Regions from separate parts of the Mus musculus genome. Here region 1 is linked to region 2. The links are chromatin contacts, called in public Hi-C maps. All regions are on one chromosome and are shown on one strand. Each heading gives the region's core, a stretch centred on a gene start, on an enhancer-like site or on the middle of the called end of the contact. The rest is flanking DNA. Distances are from core to core; before and after follow the strand shown.

The links. Hi-C and Micro-C count contacts between places; a contact is called where the count stands out from the background.
Region 1: a Hi-C map of muscle stem cells shows a contact between it and region 2, with 2.1 times the contacts expected there. The contact joins the enhancer-like site here to the promoter of Bmper in region 2. A contact is called at or near these places in 2 of 484 Hi-C or Micro-C datasets (the HL-1 cell line and muscle stem cells) and 2 of 9 other capture datasets (adipose tissue and liver).

The regions. Positions count from the first base shown.
Region 1 is chr9:23,298,427-23,301,315 of GRCm38.p6, reverse strand. Bmper (BMP-binding endothelial regulator) reads right to left here. Exons shown (of 15, transcript NM_028472.2): 6 at 294-376. Among named protein-coding and RNA genes, the nearest start is that of Bmper, 77 kb to the right of the region's middle. Within about 2 kb of position 1,270, at least 10 of the 459 cell types and tissues checked have an H3K27ac peak or open chromatin away from gene starts, as enhancers often do. A contact at or near this core is called in muscle stem cells, where this site is marked.
Region 2 is chr9:23,221,698-23,224,397 of GRCm38.p6, reverse strand. Bmper (BMP-binding endothelial regulator) reads right to left here and starts at 1,322. Exons shown (of 15, transcript NM_028472.2): 1 at 625-1,322. The coding sequence starts at 757.

The DNA of each region.
Region 1 (2,889 bases), core at 21-2,520, 77 kb before region 2:
GGAAGTTCTGCAGACAATGATAGTTATACAGTTGGAAACCTATAAGTCAAGACCAGGGTGCTACTGAACACTGGAAGGAATGCCTGCAAACCAATACATTACATAGCACAGGACCCCAGCCCAGGAGTCAACATCAACAAAGCAGCGAAGCTTGCCTTACATAGAGTGGGTTTTCCTTTGGCTCTGCATCTTAAGAGCCTAATGAGGGAGAGTGGAAAGATGAGGTTCCTCTCAGTAGATGCTAGAAGCAGCTAAACCTAAGGATCCCCTAGCAACGCCCTGGCAGTACTTACAACGCAGGAGCATGTAATACATTTGTTTCCTTCTGGCTGAAATTCTTCTCCTTCCCGGTATTGCACACCTTCAAACACACAGCCTGGAAAACAGAGCTTGGAATTAGAACAACAGAATTCGTTCAGTTTGGCAAGGTCATTCTACCCTCTGATTACCATCTTCTACCTGTACTCTCTACCTCTCCCCAGTATAAATCCTCTTTGATTACAATATCATGCAGAATTAAATAGGGAAAAATGATACAGTCCAGGTGATTGGCATGTTGGCACAGGTCCAGAAACCCTGAAGATGATAGAAAACAAATGACTGTGGAACTTGAGTCAGCCCATGGACCACAGATGTGCGATGGTGAATCACGCAGTGAGATTTGGAACCGCAGCGGGATGGCGCTGACCACAGCCAGGGGGACCAACTCCAGAGAGGTCAGAAGAGGTCAAAAGAGACCATAGCAAGGCCAAGGGAGAGAAGGTTGAGATGAGAAAGAACAGATGCCTCTGTGGGCGGCCACTTGAGTACCAGGAATAACACAGCCTGTTCCTGGCCCAGCATGCCCTCGGTTCCCACATCACCTTCCAATACTGCAGAAAAGAAGCTCCGTCCCTTGTCCCACAGATAATTAAAATCATAGCAGGTGCCTCTGAATTGGAACATGAATTCAATTCTGACACACCTGATGCCTATATATAGGGTCATGTTCAAAGGCAAAAATGGTCAGGGATAAGACAGGATGTGCCCTACGGCTTTCTGTTCCACTGTGTGTGTGTGTGTGTGTGTGTGTGTGTGTGTGTGTGTGTGTGTGTGTTAATGGGCTCTAGTGCCTGACAAGTTTATCTCATAAAAGCTCTCATTTCCAGGAAGTGTTTCCTATTCAAAAAGTACTCAGGGAAACACTCTAAATGACCCGAGACACAGGCTGGCAAGCAACTGTGTCAGTGAATGGCAAAACCACTTCCCTCAAGACTGTCCTCAGAAAGGCAGGATACTGAGGTCACACCCTACACAGTAGACAACATTAGAAATATGGGTAGACTTGTGTGAAGGACAGAGGAGTTCAAGACAATTCCAGAAGAAACCACCAGATGCTTAAAGCAACCAGCTCCTAAGGAAGAAGAAGGTTCCTGGTCTTCCCTGATTGGCTCCTGGTCCTATAAATCTTAGGTAACTGTCACTCTTTGCTCAACAGAAATACATGATGATAAAGCCCTGAATCCAAAATATGATAGCCAACTAAAGAAATTCAAATGATGACCCAGGCACAAAAACTTTTTATAGCTATAGCCGTAGCTAGCAATCAGCTGTCTCCTTGCTGTTCAGACGATGTTGAAAATCTTGGTAGCATGGCCTTCCCAGTTGCTGTGTCTCAGCATTGTTCATAATGACAGATGCTTAATAGTCTATTCCCCAAAGAGCACTTCCAACAAAGTGTCTTCAATCTTTCCCCATGTTTACACCTCTGACTGTCATATGGCTTGCCACAACAATCTATATTTGACAACTTAAACAACAGAATTTAAAATGAAAACTCGACTTCCATCACGCCCACCATCCTTGAGCAATACGCAGAGACTACAGTGAAGGAGCAGACAACCAAGAATGCCCTGAAATTCATTTCAGGAGGAAACTGCTCACATGTTTGTCATTATGCAGAATGCCAGTGTGATCAATGGCAGATGCCAGTCCTTCTGAGTTACCAGGGTAAATACCCTAAGGCTTTCCCTGACTATCCCTATCTAGAACCAGCTGAGGCTTCACTCCAAAACAAAAGATGAGACATACTGGAGAGGGCACCTTCTAAATTTGCATCCCAACATGGCTGTTGGAATTCAGGGGAAGGAGTAGAGCTGAGAGCAATCTCATCCCCGGGGGCTCACAGCCTGCTCAGTTATTGCTAGTGTGTGGCACTGGCATGCTCGTATTTAAATATTTGCCTTCCAGAACCTAAATAGAACACTTCTCCTGGAACTGATGGGGTAGGCAGTGTGATCTGATGGCTAAGAATGAGAAGAAATCTGATCCCAGCTCCATCTGTGTTGCTTGGTCACTATGGGCCTTGGTAAGACACAGTCGTGGGGCCAGATTTCTGTAGTTCTGCAGACACTTTGTGTACCCTTGGATGGTTGTAAAGACTTAACCCTGCAATGTGTACAAGGATGGAGTGCAGTTCTCTCCTTCCTGGGAACTGAACTAGAAAAGCCAGTGACAGAAGCAAGCCCCACGGACCACATGCCTATGTTTTAAAGGCAGCAGAACACAGAACTGTCTCCAGAGTGACAGGGTGTGAGATGCAGTGAAAGGTGTTGAGTTTTAAAGCTCCCTTCATATTACCCTCACATTACATAGCTCCTTGAGGGCTCCTGTGACTGAGGGGGGCCCGGAATTAATTCTTCATTGCTAGCTACTAAAAAGAACTAAATAATATTTTTAAAGTAATTATAAGGTTTAAATCTACATAGTAAAAAATATCTATCCTATTAGCAATCTCGAACTTGACTACATATAGAAATTATTTGGGCCTAACCACTAGCCTATCCCTGCCACTGCCTTGAAGATAAAAAAACAAAAAAAAACAAACAGGTGCAGCCTAGGCATTAACAT
Region 2 (2,700 bases), core at 73-2,572:
AACTGTTGTGGGTTGAAATGCAATCACTTTTTGAAGCGCAATCTCTTTCCTCTTTAAAATATTCTCTTTTCTGCACCAGGTGTCAGTAAAGCATGTCCTTCAAAATAGAAGCCGAGGTCTTCACCTGCCTGAAAACCTGTAATTATCATATCATGCTATTAGTAACCTTTAAAAATAAGATCGCTTCTTTACATTCAAGGTCTGGAAAGTCATGTTTTAAAGATGCTGCCTAGCACCGTGGATTTATTGGAATCCTATGGTGTTGAGAAAAGAGGATGTGCGGGAAACGGCGCGGTCTTTTCCTTAATTGCACAAGAGTGGCTACGATTAAAACAAGGATTGGGGAAAAAAGATTAAATATAAATCAAGGAATTTCCCAACTTCATATAGCAGGGTGCCTATTAGCACTCTGTCAAAGGTAGCAGTCTCTCAGTCCCCCATCTCTCTACCTCTTCATAGCCTTCCCATCCCTTTTCTCTAGGCTTCTCCGCATCCCCACCGCCCGCGAGAGTCAGGCAAGGTGCGCGTTCCTCGTCCTCTCATCCCCGGTCTGCCAGTGCCTCTTCTCCCAAGAAACCACCCAGAGTCCCGGAGGACTGGTCCCTCCCGCCCCCACCCCCCTACCTGTCAGGAAGGAGGAAGCCAGAGACATGGGGACCCCGGAGCAATTGAGCAGCAGCAAGACGCAGCAGGTAATCCCAGGCGAGCGTCGGCAAGGACGCTCAGCCAGAGCCCTGACGCTGAAGAACCAGAGCATCGTCACCTGGAGGGAATCCCGGGCGACTGCAGGTCCCGCGTCGCCGCCTCTGCTCGGCAGCCGCTGCTCGCAGTCAAAAGGGCTGTGGGCCGGCGTGCCGGGAGACAGTCGGCTGAGGGAGGCGGGCGCCCGGAGCGGCGGGGGAGGAGTGGGGGCGCCCCGGGAGGAGGGGTCCTGCGGCCAGCCTCGGCCAATGCGGCGGCTTTTTTCTAAGGGAGTTGCTCTCAGCGGGTTAGCCGTCAGCCCCTCCGCGCCAGAGCTGGGCCGGGAGGAGGGGTGGCTGAGCGGCGGGATCTGGGGAGCGGCGGCGGCGACTGCCGAGTGCGCTCGCAGCTCTGGAGCCCGGCTGAGCTCCGGCTCCCGCACGCGCAGCTCCGGCCCGGCCCCCGAGCGCGGTGTCCGGCCCGCGCGCTTGCTCCGTGCGGGACCGAGGGGCGTACTAGGCTCTGCGCGGAATCCGCAGGGTCGCACGAGGGACTACGATCCTGGCGCCGGAGCTATGCCGGCTCAGAAGCGACAGCGGCGCACGCGAACGCCCAGCCAGGCGGTCTAGCCCAGCCCCGGCCACCGGCCCCGGGGCGCTGCCGGAGCCTGGAAGGCGCGTCTCCAGCGCCCTGCGCACCGCCTCCTCCCGCGCAGAGGAGCCGCCCCCAGCAGGGATGCCACTACCCGCTAGCGCCCGGAGCAGAAGACCCGGCGCTTCCCGCTGCCCCAGCTTCGGAAGGAGCCACGGATCGAATGCAGGAGGGTCCCTCAACTTTCCACAGCCCTTTGACTCCCTCGGGCAAAGGCGGGGGACTCACGAGGCTGAGGGGACAGAGGGACGAGTGACCTTGGAGATCAGGTTCCTGTGCTTATGCCTCTGTGGGCCTGACATTAGGGAGGACAGAAGTTGGAGCGACAGAAAGGGTCGGCTAATGCACGCACAACGGCCAGAGCCTTTCTCCCTTAAAGCGTGGATCGGTGGCTCAGACTCCGCCCTTCCCAGCCGGAGCTGCCCGGGCCAGGGAGGTGCGTTAGACTAATCATTCATTCACTCGCGGGCCAGGGAGGGACCGCTGCCGCTAATCTCCACGCAGGCCGCCTTCGCGGCGGCCGCCCAGCAGGGCACGCGGTGGCAGCCGCTACCCTGCAGCGTTTCTTGCTTGGGCGGCCCTGATGTCCCCCAGTCTCGGTCTTTGATCCCCTCGCCCCGCCACCCGGTACCCGCTGAGTCCCAGCATCCCTCCCACGTCCTGCCCCCCCCACACACACACACACCCGCCCTACACGCACCCGCCAAGCAGTGCCTGGCTCTACTCAAAAGGGGTGCTAATCTAGAAAAGAGAATTTTTATAACTACATTGGGAAGGTGCCAGGTGAGAGTGAAAGGTGCTTGGAACCAATGATCAGCTAGCCTTCTTTGGAGCCTACTGTGATCACATGCTCCCACCCACACGAAGAACAGCCAGCCAGCAGGTGCCCACCCCACATTAGTTCCTGAAGCGCCTTGTGGATCCAAACTCTAATTGCTGACAAGCCTAGTTTTCCCCTAGTCTCTGGCCAGTTTTAGGTAGCATTTGTAGCTGTAGTGAGAAACTCCTTTGACAGTCCTCAGATACACTCCTCTAATGTCACCACATTTACCTGCCCCTGCCTGCCATCCGCATGCTCATTTGTTTTTTTCTAGAGATTTAAAGGGTGCTTTTAGTGAGTGCATCGTGGCCAACATCCCAACACAAGGACCACATCTCTGTGACGTGGACAAGTGGGAGGAAGGAACGCTGTCATTAGCTTAGCATGCTCCATTTCCCTCTCAAAACAGATTTTGTGTAAAATTTAAATTAAAAGAGACAAGAGACAATGTGGTTACATGTTTCCCCCAAATAACACCATGGCTAGATGCCTTGAAAGTCAAAGTGTTGATTGAATGTTTCGCTGACTCCCTGAGTCTACAGAAATGT